Regions from separate parts of the Drosophila melanogaster genome. Here region 2 is linked to region 1. Evidence: chromatin contacts called from public Hi-C data. All regions are on one chromosome and are shown on one strand. The core of a region is the stretch at or near the end of the contact, and the rest is flanking DNA. Distances in the headings are between cores, read along the strand shown.

Evidence for each region. A called contact is a pair of places that touch in the nucleus more often than the background predicts.
Region 2: a contact with region 1 is called in a Hi-C map of the Kc167 cell line, with 3 times the contacts expected there. The contact joins the promoter of RhoGAP15B here to the promoter of CG13004 in region 1. A contact is called at or near these places in 6 of 107 Hi-C or Micro-C datasets (the Kc167 cell line, the OSC cell line, the S2 cell line and 1 more).

The regions. Positions count from the first base shown.
Region 1 is chrX:16,833,288-16,839,513 of dm6, reverse strand. CG13004 reads left to right here and starts at 3,994. Exons shown (of 4, transcript NM_001258792.2): 1 at 3,994-4,902. CG46306 reads left to right here and starts at 3,994. Exons shown (of 3, transcript NM_001347784.1): 1 at 3,994-4,902. The coding sequence starts at 4,423. The coding sequence ends at 4,515. It overlaps RSG7 (Regulator of G-protein signaling 7), which reads left to right. Exons shown (of 7, transcript NM_001258793.3): 7 at 1-1,341.
Region 2 is chrX:16,940,540-16,946,445 of dm6, reverse strand. RhoGAP15B (Rho GTPase activating protein at 15B) reads right to left here and starts at 3,156. Exons shown (of 9, transcript NM_132955.4): 1 at 2,548-3,156. CG13001 reads left to right here and starts at 3,575. Exons shown (of 1, transcript NM_132953.3): 1 at 3,575-5,360. The coding sequence starts at 3,864. The coding sequence ends at 4,871. wus (wurst) reads left to right here and starts at 5,573. Exons shown (of 2, transcript NM_001298426.1): 1 at 5,573-5,906.

The sequences.
Region 1 (6,226 bases), core at 2,745-5,244:
GGTTCTCTTGGTAAAATCTCTCCCAAAAAATATAATTCGGATTGGACAAACGGGGTAAGACTCGAAACTATTACACATACAGTTGCGGCCAAAACAATAGCAGCGTGTGCTTAAAAAAGTCAAAATACCCTTAAAAGTATAACCCAATACCAAGTCTCACAAGCAATCAGCTGTTGTTTTGTGTCTTATAAGAGAAATATTCAAATTTCAAATTGGGTTCTCGAAAATAGGATTTTCTTATTTTATTATTAGAAACTGTACGTTATATTATACTGCTATTGTTTTGGCCGCAAATGTTTTGAAAGTTGACGCAGCTATGTATTAATGTGAAACATCAAACTGATCCTCGGATCTTTCGGAATAGCAATTAGAATTAGGTAAACTAAGGAACTTGAAACTTGGAACTATATATATACACATGTAATTTGCACACACACTCATGCACTCATGCTGCCTACTTTTGGGCCGAAAAAAAAGGAATAACAAAAGATACAAAAAATCAGAGGCGTATTAAATGTATTTAATTAGGATCGCATTGTGTGTGTCTATCTAATTGTAACTGTAATTGTAATTGTAAATGGTGTCTACAAATTAACAAGCAAATAATAACTATAACTATACAATATGAAGTATACAGAATTCAGTAAAATTAAAGATAAACGAAAATAGAAAAAAGAAAACGGAATAATTATAAACTACGATATATACCATATATATCTCGATGTGCGTCTGTGTGTTGGTAGTGACAAATTTAAATCGATTTCAAAATAGCCAAAGCTAAGACATGAAAAAAACTGGGAAACCCCCCCGAGTCACACACAAATTTTCCTTTTGGCTTTCCACTGTTATCGTTTGCCAGATTATATATAATTACATATATATATATGTATTGTATATATATATATATATATATAGGAACTGTTGGCCAACTGTTTTCCCCCTTTTACTGTTCCAACGCCCCACCTAATGAAAATAACCATTAAATGTAGCGAAAACTATAAAAACTCTAAACAAAATCGATGAAAAACTAAGTGGTTAGAAAGGGAAATTGCCCCCTTAACTCGAAGAAAACTAACTAAATCAAATAATCAAAAAATATTCGATATATGTACGTGTACACAACAAGCAACAGCAAAACAACTTTTTAGGTTTAGCCAGCAGAAAGAAAATTAAAAAAAAAAAACAGTACGAGCAACATGAAAATAAAAATCAGTAAGTATTAAATAAACTTAAACCAGCAAGGAAAACTACAAGAAAAACTCAACAAATGGCAGCGTTTATTGTAAATTGTTCAGCAAGAAAAATAAAAAAAAAACTGAAGTAAATAAATAAAAGCGCAATTTAAGCAACAAAAAACAAAAATAGAAAATAAATTAATTTAATTGTGACACAACACTAACGAAAACACAAACTTAAGTAAAATGATTAAATTTCGAGTTCGTAATCACTAGCTGAGTAACGGGTATCTGATAGTCGGGGAACTCGACTATAGCATTCAGTGAGTTGTTTTCCACGTTGGAATTTTACACGAGTAGTTATAAAAGTAGGTGGTTCCGTTGAAAATGGGGAGAAGCCCCGAATTAAAATCAGAGTTTCCGTTGGCATACGGCCATGCCGAACCCAAATCAAATGGCGATAGCGACACCACCCACACCCTGCTCCGACTGTCAGATGTTTACCTCTGTTTATACATTTTTTTATTTATATTTTTTTGTATTATTACCCGCGAGGTCTCGAGATAAGCCTAAGCAACAACGACTTCCCGTCCCATAAGCCATAAAGCTTTGCTGCCCCGCTATCAATTTGTCTCCCGGAATATGAGTATGAGTCTCAAACTGGAACCGAATGTGGCCAAGTTTTATCCGGGGGATGCGACTTATCTAATTTTCTTTGGCAGGGCTTTTGGCCAAGATACAGATACTTGCGAATGGCAGTGAAGTTGAGATGCAGGAAAAGATACGCAGATACAGATACAGCAGCATGCGACGTGACCGGCATTTTGTACAAGTTTTTCCCAAAGGCGATGCTACGGGCAAATGTGGTGGGAGCGAGAGGGGATTTCTTTTTTTTTTAGAGAGCAGCCCGATCACGTTTTCGCTATAAAACCTTAAATGGGACTTTGCCTCTCTAAGTCCCGTTCTCTCTGGAAATCCATATATCTGCGTACCTAAAAAAAAAAAAGAGTGATCATCTCGAGTCATTGCACTGGTTTTCATCTGTTCATTGAACTATCCTATGGGCATACATACATATATGATATAATCTAATCGGTGTAACGGTACCCGGTGCTTCGTATCCAGGCTAATCGTGTCTATTCGACGCCTCATTCGGGGCATTGATAATCCATTGACCCACATTTATTTTAAATTAAATACTCGTACAATACAATACAACAGAAAACAATATTTGGATGACGCAATCGGGTTTTATTGTTCAATTTTTACGGATCAAAAAATTAGTCCGATAAGGCAAAAGGTAATGTACAGTCAAGCCTACTTTAGGACGTACCTTCTTGTTTTAGCTCAATATTGCAAATCAAACCGTAAAGATTTAATTCCTGCTATATCTTTTTTTTATAAACGAACTATTTTTAAATGAAACTACTGCTTAACGCATGAAGCAAACGCAGAATGATACGCAAAATGATTCCTTTATCTTATAGTTTTTATGGCATAATCTTTTTTATCTGCTGTACTCGTATAAAAAAAAATATTTTCATTTACCACTTTATAACTTCTAATGCAGTGGCTTCTGCTGCTTCGCAAAATCTGTAATCTCTTCTCACATCTTAGTGAATTCCCGAAACTCCCCGCTGAGATCCTAAATCCAATGGCTCACGACCAAGGTAAGCCCCATAAACATTTCTGAGAGCCAACTATCCGAAAAGACACAAATAAATACCAGTAAGTGAAGATTTCACCACTTGCCAGGCCAAGAATGTGCGAATAAAGATAAAGGAGCAGGAAGATAAGCGTGCAGAAGTCGCAAGACCGAAGAAAGAGCAGAAGACTCCAGACAGAAGGTGGAAAGACAGGCGGCAGAAGAGGTGTCTACTCTTATCAGTGCTTTTGTGTGTGCGTGTGCAGATCGTAAAGCTGCGACAACAACAACAAGCGTTGGCCCATCGCCGCCTCAATGTGTCACATTGGCAATCAGATAACGGCATCTCTTATCACCAGGCACTCGAGCGCAGAATCGAGAATGAGCGAACGAGCAGCAGCAGTAGAGAGAGCGGCGGAGCGAAGAATTGCGAAGACAGTCTTCAACTGGCACTCGCGTCACGATTCATACAGCTCACATTGTAGCTGCGAGAGGATGAGAGAACCAAACTAGTTCTACGAATGTTCCTAGAGATGCTAACGCGATCACTGTGATTTTGAACAGAAAAGTTTTATGATCAATAAATAATTCTTTTTTTTGTGTCTAAAATAAACAATAAAGACTTAAAAAATATTTTAATTTAATTCATTTAGGTTATGTTTTAAAAAATAACTTTCTGTTTTTGGGCAGTTTTTAAACTTTTTCTTAGCATATTCGTGAAGTTAAGCAGTTTGATAATTTTTGCAGCGCTGCTAGCTTTTCTTCCGTCAAGGTCTTGTAAAAGTATTTAAAGAAAGAAGTCGATAAAGTGTGGCAATCTTCAGCAATACATGCAAGCTTATAATTAAATTTAAAAAAAATCCAATCTATAGTATAGTAAAATAAAGTTTTTTAAGGATTCTCCACTTAAATACAATTGCAAAGTCACATAAAGTTCAGTTTATAAGAAATATTCATATAAAAATTGTATCATAATTTGATCTTTTAAATTATATTTGCAGTTACATTGACTACATATATTTTTTCCCGAGCAGTTGCAACATCTCTGGTGCGAAGATTGGAGAGCGGAGAGTGGAGAGCATCTTCGCGAGCCGCAACAAAAGCAATAACAAACGCCGCCGCCTCAGTCGACGTCGGCAGCGGAAAGCGAGGCGCTGGCAGCGATGTTTGCAATCTGCCAGTCGCTTCTCAGCATTCTTCGCCTCTGGTTCGAAATTCTCAGGCCGTTCAGAAAAGAAAAGCATAAAGACCCTACCGAATAAAGACCGTCGAACAGAGGAAGCGGGGGGCCATCGAACAGAAGACGGAAAAACAGAAAATAACAAACATCCATTTCTATATACCCAACATCGACATCGAGATTCCACGTCGAGATCGAGATCGAAGATGTGTATATGAACGCAGTTCCTGCTCGTAGACCGGTCGTCCGTAGTAGTAGCATCGTTGTGTTCCACAATTCCAAAGTTCAGTGAGTGGGCAAAAAAGGAATCCGAGGGTGGTGGTGTCTCCGAATCCGAATCCTAATCCGAAACCAAAACAAAACCAAATCCTTTATTACGAATCCTGCGCGAAGGAGAGAGAATCGATCCAAGATTTGTTGTAATGGTGCACAGGCGCTGGATTTTCTGTGAGAGCGGCGAGGATCCAAACTTCAGGAAGGAGCACTACGAGTATACCCAAAGCCAGCACCGATAATTCCAATCCAAGACGAAATTCCCCCCAAAGAAGTCCATTCAACTTGCTGCAATTATTTGTGCCAACGATCTCGAGATCTCATTTGCAACCGCAAAATAATCACAACATAACAAAACAAAACAAAAATAAATTTTAAAACAAAAAATCCCCCCACGAAAAACAATTGAAACGCGTGCATAATTGCTAATATAAAACAAAAGAAGGAAAAACAGAATTTCAGTGCTTTTTGTTTGTTTTTTTTTTTTTATTGTTTGGCTTTTTGTGCTCCTCAAATGTGAGGAAGAGAATTCAATCGAAGAATTGCAAAAACGAAACGAGCAAAAGAGTGCGTGAGATAGAGAGCAGAAAGAGAGAGGAAGATCCACGGCGGCCAAAAAGCATTTTCGAGTGAGTACACACAAAGAAATTCCTATATGCTACTAAAGGTTTAGTTAAGCTAGTAATAAAAGGCGATAATATTGTAACAACAATGCTTTAATCTTATAAAAAAGATCGTATATGCACATGAATATAGATTTTTTGATATAAAAGCGTTACCATAAAGTAAAAAAGCTTTTTAGTCAAAGATGATGTTCCCCTAGAATAATCATAATTTCAATCATTATTTAGCATTCTACAAACTACGTTTATATACCATGGAGGTCACAACTTTCCCAAATAGGCTTTTCCAAGTGGGTCGCTTTTCCGAAGTGTAACAAATGCCGACAAACATGTTTACCCCAAGTAACCCCCCGATTTCTAATTCTATAAATAAAATGCACAAAGTGGCAAAAGCCAGTGGAGTGAAAGGGATGGCAGACAGCTGGTGTGCATATTCGCATTGCTCTTCTTTTTCTTCTCTTTGTGGACCATGCAAATTGGCAACAAAAAAAAAAAAATTCTTTTTGAGCTATCCCTTCGCTTGGAAAACAGGTGTTTTCAGTTTCAATGCTTATCAGCAGCTAGAACAAAGCCATTTATTTTGAAATCCCCTTCCTTGGGAAGAAAAAAAAAGTAAACAAAGTGTTTCCACACTTCGAAATGTTTTTGTTTCACCAACGAGTGAGAAGATTCGTCAAGAGCAACAGCGGATAAATAAAATTTATTGATAGCAGGCAACAGAAATTAAATGTTTTCATCATTAGTTTCTATATATAGTATCGTTGTATATAGCCACTTCTTGCGCAGTCCAGCATGTGAAAAAAAAAAAAAAATACAAACAATAAAAGTAGAACTAGCAGAACGAGCCGAGGCACTTTTTATTCCTATATACGATGGCCACCAATTATTGTCAAAAACTTGACTACGTGACCAAACAGGAAATAGAGAAGTGAAGAAGCGAGCTGAACAAGTGGAGGAATCTTTTTTTTTCGGTTTTTTCTGGCCAAGCTTTCACTTCACAGGGGGTCACGAGTCCCCGCCCCCTCTGCGCCCGCTAGGCTTCTTCCCGCCCATCAAGTCAATCAAAAGGCATCGGGCAACAAATTCTCCCCCATTCACAATTAAGCGACACTCGGCGATCTGATCAATTAATACATTATACATTGCCACTCCATGGCAACGTCATCGATTCATTTGGTTTTGCTTCATGTAAAGCACTTAAAGATACAGATGTGCAACATAGTGGTGGTTAGGCGAATAGATACAGTATCTAGATTTTCCCATGCGCTTACCAATTATGTAATGAAAAGAGCAAAAAGAGTTATGGGATTTTTCAACAATCTTGTTCAAC
Region 2 (5,906 bases), core at 1,907-4,406, 110 kb before region 1:
AGATATCGTTCGTATTTATAGTGGCTGGGCAAAAAGAGCGATAACAATGACGAGCCACCCAAGAGTGATAATTATATAGAGCTGAGTGCCAGTTTACATTATGAATGACCGGCCATAGATGGTGGTGTGGAAATCCTGGGGATTATATGGTAAAATTGATAGGCAAATCAAAACTCTGGATCCATCAAGGGCAGCAATAAGCAATATCCATATATGATAAATATAAAACTTAAAATCCAGATACTATTTTCTCAAAGGCATTATTTCAGATGAAGAGGTTTGAGTTTTGATAACGATAAATCCATTGAATACTTGGAGTGCCATTTAAGCCAACTTTGATTTATGTGTATATACATATGTATGTATATGTATGTATCATATTTCGCTGCTGTGATCCATTATTTTGCGCAATTATACGATCTAATAGGGCTTACTTCCGTTGCGATAATATTTGCCCAATCCAAAAATATATATATTCAAACACATTATATACATATATCCGTGTGCAATATGAAAACGCTTGGACTTAATTCATATTTATATGTTTGCATGCAAATAAAGTGATGCATTCATGCGCATTTGCAATTGGATAGTCATTTATTTATTCGCATGAATCACTTGCGTTCTCCCCTTGCGTTTTTATGCTTTTCTTCTTTCGTTGCATTGTTATTTTGCTAATTACAGCAGTTTCCATGGACCAAGTGCAATGGCTATATGATAGTGCACTGCGAAAAAAAAAACGTGCATCTAGTTTGCATGTCAACGACTGTGTACTATTCTCAGAGTGTTTGATAATTAAATTGATAAGAGTTTTGATAGTACTTGGGATAATATTGCAATAACTGAAGTTGCAAGTACAGAAACAGATATAGAGAATGATATTTTCCCTGTGTATATATACGTATTCTCTGATTCTGATTCACAGACTGTGTTTGAGCTTTGTTTTTGTTTATGTTTATAAGCGCGATAAGAGCGGCGACAGTAAAAATAAGCTGAGTTAACTGTTCGTCCCTCATTCCGGGATCGTATTCATGGTGCAAAATGTACAAAAACTGAAACTGAACTGGAGGAAATGGGCACAGATAGTTCCACACTCGACTTAACGCTTCCATGGCCCCAATTATATAAGACCAGGGAGTGCGAAGAATCGGAGAGCCAGAGGGGGGCAGTGTTGGGTTAAGCGATCTCGCGACTTGCGACTCGATTTCCAAGTTGTTTGACAGCATTTTTTGTCGTATGTAAGTTGCCATCGATTTGTGATTTGATTTATACACAGAGAAACGAGAAGACAGGTAGAAAAAGAAGAATCCACAAAGCGATCGTTAGAGGGTAAAGGAAATCCCAGACACTTGATTACCTGGACTATCGCGAGGAGAATACTAAGCGTGCAGCTATGCCGTTCATCTGTAACTCTTTTTGCCAACGAAATACGTTTAAATAAGAATCTTTAGGTGTACCTACTGAAGGGTTACAGATTTATGGTCATTTACCATATTGTTTTGACAAACCTTTAGTTCACTTGATGTGTTCCAATTGTAAACAAGAAAAAGCTATTAAAATAAGTAAGAGATGATAGATTACAGCTCTTCCCATTTAATATAAATATAATGCACATAGAGTGAGCAGCTAACATTATCTTTTAGTAATCATAATGTTTACGGATCATAGATACATTAGGCTCTAAAAATCCAAATATTTGTCAACTCACGAGTTTGTTGTATTTCACGTACCCCAACGAACTTATGCATAGTGTACTTTATTTATTACCATAACTAAAAGATCTTGAGAGGCTTTTATTTATTTAGCCCAATTTTCGGACTTATCGCCTGGATTGATCGATTAATTTGGTTATTGATTCTTCTGCGAAAGTCAAAGGGAAAAGCGCATCCAATCGGAGAATGTGTGTCGGCTGTCTTAATATGTTTATAATTGACTTAATTGCCAAACAATTAAGAACAGCAACAAAATGTGTCAAACGATGGAAAGAGAGAGAGAGAGAGGGAAGAGCGGTGGAGAGATGGAGCGAAGAAGCGCAACAGGTGACACCTGTCCCGCTCGCACAGTCTATCGCTAAATGGGAGCGATAAGCAGTTAGAAGCGAAATATATGTGTGTCAAAAATTATCATACATACAAATGTGTACACAGCCATAGTGGTTTTATAAATTTAGGAAAAAATATCATTATATTGCATAAAACGCATAGGTGGCAAAAACACTAAATTAAAATATAATACAAATATATAAACATATACTAACGAAATGTTTTTAAACATTTCAAAGTATAATGATTAAAATTCACAATGTTATCAATATTGCCGTATTTCGCATTATTTATATTTGATTTATTGTAGATATTACTATTATTTGGCACATAGCTGTCACTAAAAATTATCAGCCAACTAACACAGACACACAGCCCGTATGTAAACACGGATTGATTAGAACGCATTGAAGAGAGAAGAGACCATTGAAAATCGAAGCCCGCAGAAAAAGAGATCGCAAAGAAACTGCGGCTTTCAAATAAAAATAATAAAAATCGCTTTTACCTTTCGCTTTTTCCTTGTTAAAAATTTCGTATGCAGTTTCTGCGTGGTCAACTTAACTTCGTTTTATATTCACAACACACACAAACACAACCAGAGCACAACAATAAAAAACGAAAACAAAGAGTGTGAGAGAGAGGGAGAGAGCGGTGGGCGAAAAGCAAAGTCTCTGCTAAATTGCTAAGCTGATTTCCCACACATATCGATATTGCACTGATATTTTACTGCCGCAACTAGTTGACACATTTCCACAAACATTTCGGCCCAGTTTACTAATATTTGTTTATTTATTTATTATTCTTGCGGAATGAATCACTTGCGGAATGTTTCACACACACATACGCGCGCGTACGCATTGTTTGCATCTGTCTCTCTCTCTCGCGCGATCGATGTCTTTTTTTGTTGTTGTCTCCAAAAGGGAACAACAACTATTCGCTAAACAGAAGTTGACAATTCGCGGATGGAAAAGTCATGACCAGAACAAGATTCTTTGTTTTTGTCCCCAATGCCCGCTTTCCGAACCGGATTTTCCGATCCGAACGATCTGCGACCGATCGAAGAATACAAATGCATAATGTAATATAACGGGGCGCGCCTAGTGTGACCGTTGGCGGAAAGACAGCGAATGCCGGCAAAACTAGTTACTAAACTAGTAGCTAGGATACAAGTTATTAATTTTAGTTATATGTAATAATGTAAATTTTAATACTAACGTTCTTTCCATATAACTGAAACATTTTATATCAATAGTTAACTGAATATTATCTCGGCATGAATGCCAGATTTAAGTTTTTTGCCACAGCAACTGGAATTTACCGGATTTTTAAATTTTAAAGCAGCGCCCACGGTAAAATCAGTAAAGCACTTTAACTATAGTGTAATCATTTAAGTAAATTTGTACGTATAAGGAATTGGAATTGGAAGGAATTTGTTTTCTATTTAAAAAACGATATATACCGCACTGCCAGCTATCGATAGCAAATAATCGGCTGGTCGTGATTAAATGTAAAAATTACTTCCACGCTCTGGTAACACTGCATTGTATACCAGAAAAAAATGGTATTAGCATTAGCAGAGAAAAAATCAAATAAATAAAGAAAAAATCAATTAAAAGTGCGCCATTCCAAAGGATTATCCCAAAAGACGCGATCATCCATATCAGATGCTTAAGAATCGGCCGGAAAATCCGACATCGAACTATTAGGCTAGTGAAAAAGTGCAAAATAAACATTCGCCCAGTGGAGGGGGCCATACAGAAAACACTCGAGAGTCTTTCGAAAATACACATATTATACCACACGGATCGTTTTGGATCTACAATGGCCACCAGCGAGATCTCGAGCTCCAATGAGCGGCACTACTACGCCAAACTGGAGGCCATCAAGGACATCAGGGACAAGACGCTGTCGCTGGAGAAGCTCAAAGTGCGGATCATCAAGGAGGTGAAGCTGAGCGACGACGAGGAGAAGTGCCTGGAGGAGTACCGCAAGGAGATGGAGCACCTGCTCGAGGAGAAGATGTCGCACGTGGAAGAGCTGCGCCAGATCCACGCGGACATCAACGACATGGAGAACATCATCAAGCAGACGAAGGAGAACCAGACCCGCTCCTTCGACATGGCCAACCGGGTGTACGAGGAGTACCTGGCCCTGAAGTACCAGATTGATCACATGCGCCGCGACTATCTCGGACTAAGCCCGCTGCGAGATCTGCACGAGGAGGAGGGCAGTCCCATTTCGAAGGATCGCTTCCAGACCAACTTCCTTAAGGTGGCCGCCCAGTCGGCGGCAGCAGCAGCTGCTGCAGCTGCGGCGGCGGCCTCGGTTAATCAGAACTCGTCGTTGGCCCGTCCGCATGCCCGGCATCCTCTGATGCCGGAGGCCACGGTCACCGCGCTGCCTTCTGGCGGCGGACAGGGCGGCGTTGGTGGTGGCGGCGCTGCAGGCGGTGGCGGAGGATCTGTGGGCGGCGGAGGCGGTGGTGGCGGCAATCCTGGACACGCCTTCATGCCACCCGCACCGCCGGGAGCAGGCAGTGCTGCTGCCGCCGCCGCTGCTGCTGCAGTGCGTCTGGGCAAGGGTGACTTCTCAGCACCACCGCCACCGCCGCCGCCCAGCAATCGACTGCAGCAATCGCCTTCGATCGGCATCGGCCACCATCCCTCGTTCCGCTCCGACTTCAATGTGAATCTCCGCCAGCAGCCGCCGCCCATGAAGTCCTGTCTGTCCTGCCACCAGCAGATCCACCGGAACGCGCCCATCTGTCCGCTCTGCAAGGCCAAGTCGCGCTCCCGCAATCCGAAGAAGCCCAAGAAGAAGAACAACTAAGTGGCCACCGCTCCAGACCAGCAACTACACTCATCTTAAGTCCGGAGCTGGTTCCGGAAACTCAGCGCACTAAATCGAATGCGTTTTTTTTTTTTTGCCTCATCTATTTATTATTAATCCCAATGAAAAGTATTACAACGACGCAAGGCGGGTGTGCTCATGATTATCGGAGAAGATTTAAAAGAATGTCAAATACTTGCATTAATATTTTATACATTACTAGTGTATTTGAAAATCGATGAAGAAATTATTCATGACACGCCGGCCGCTAACAAATTCTCATAACAATTTTAGTTGGTAAACTCAATGAATTTGATTTTTATTTTAACTATAATCATAGGCTAAGTATTTTTTAAAAGCTCAAATAACGTGTCAAATTATCGAGAACAAAAATTTTGTTTATACATGTAAGCCATGCTAAATATGCAACTATGTTATATTTAAGCAGCAAAAAAAAAACACAAATATCAATAAAAATATTTCATTTTTAAATGGGTTCTTTTGGTTATAGATTAAATTATTTGGATTATTGGATTTGATTTTATATGTGTGTATTTTAATACAATAACTATAACTGATGTTTATATACTTGCATTATATTTTATACATTTTACATTTGCCATACATCGTTTGTGAACTAAAGAGTATTGTAGATATACAACGTACTAAAATTTAGATCCATGGTATTTTGGCCTGTCCCTGCACTTGGTCACACCTAGCTTAAGCCGAGCAAAAAGTTCGGATTTTTATTCAATTTTTTAATCCAGCCCGCAAAACAACAAATTCGTATTGTTTCAAATTGTTTCAATTGCAATTTTAGTGAAACATAGCAACAACCAGTTCAAATTGAACGCATCAGTGCACTTGGTTTTCTTTTTTTTTTTTGTTTTTGTGGATCAGTTTGTCGTTTTTGTTCTTGTTGTCGCTGCGTGCGTAGAATTTGTGAAAAGAGAAAGTTCTGCGCCGCGTCTTTCTCCGCCTCTCTTTCTCCAATTCTTCGCACAGTCGTGGCCAAGAAGTTGCGCCTGCGCAGCG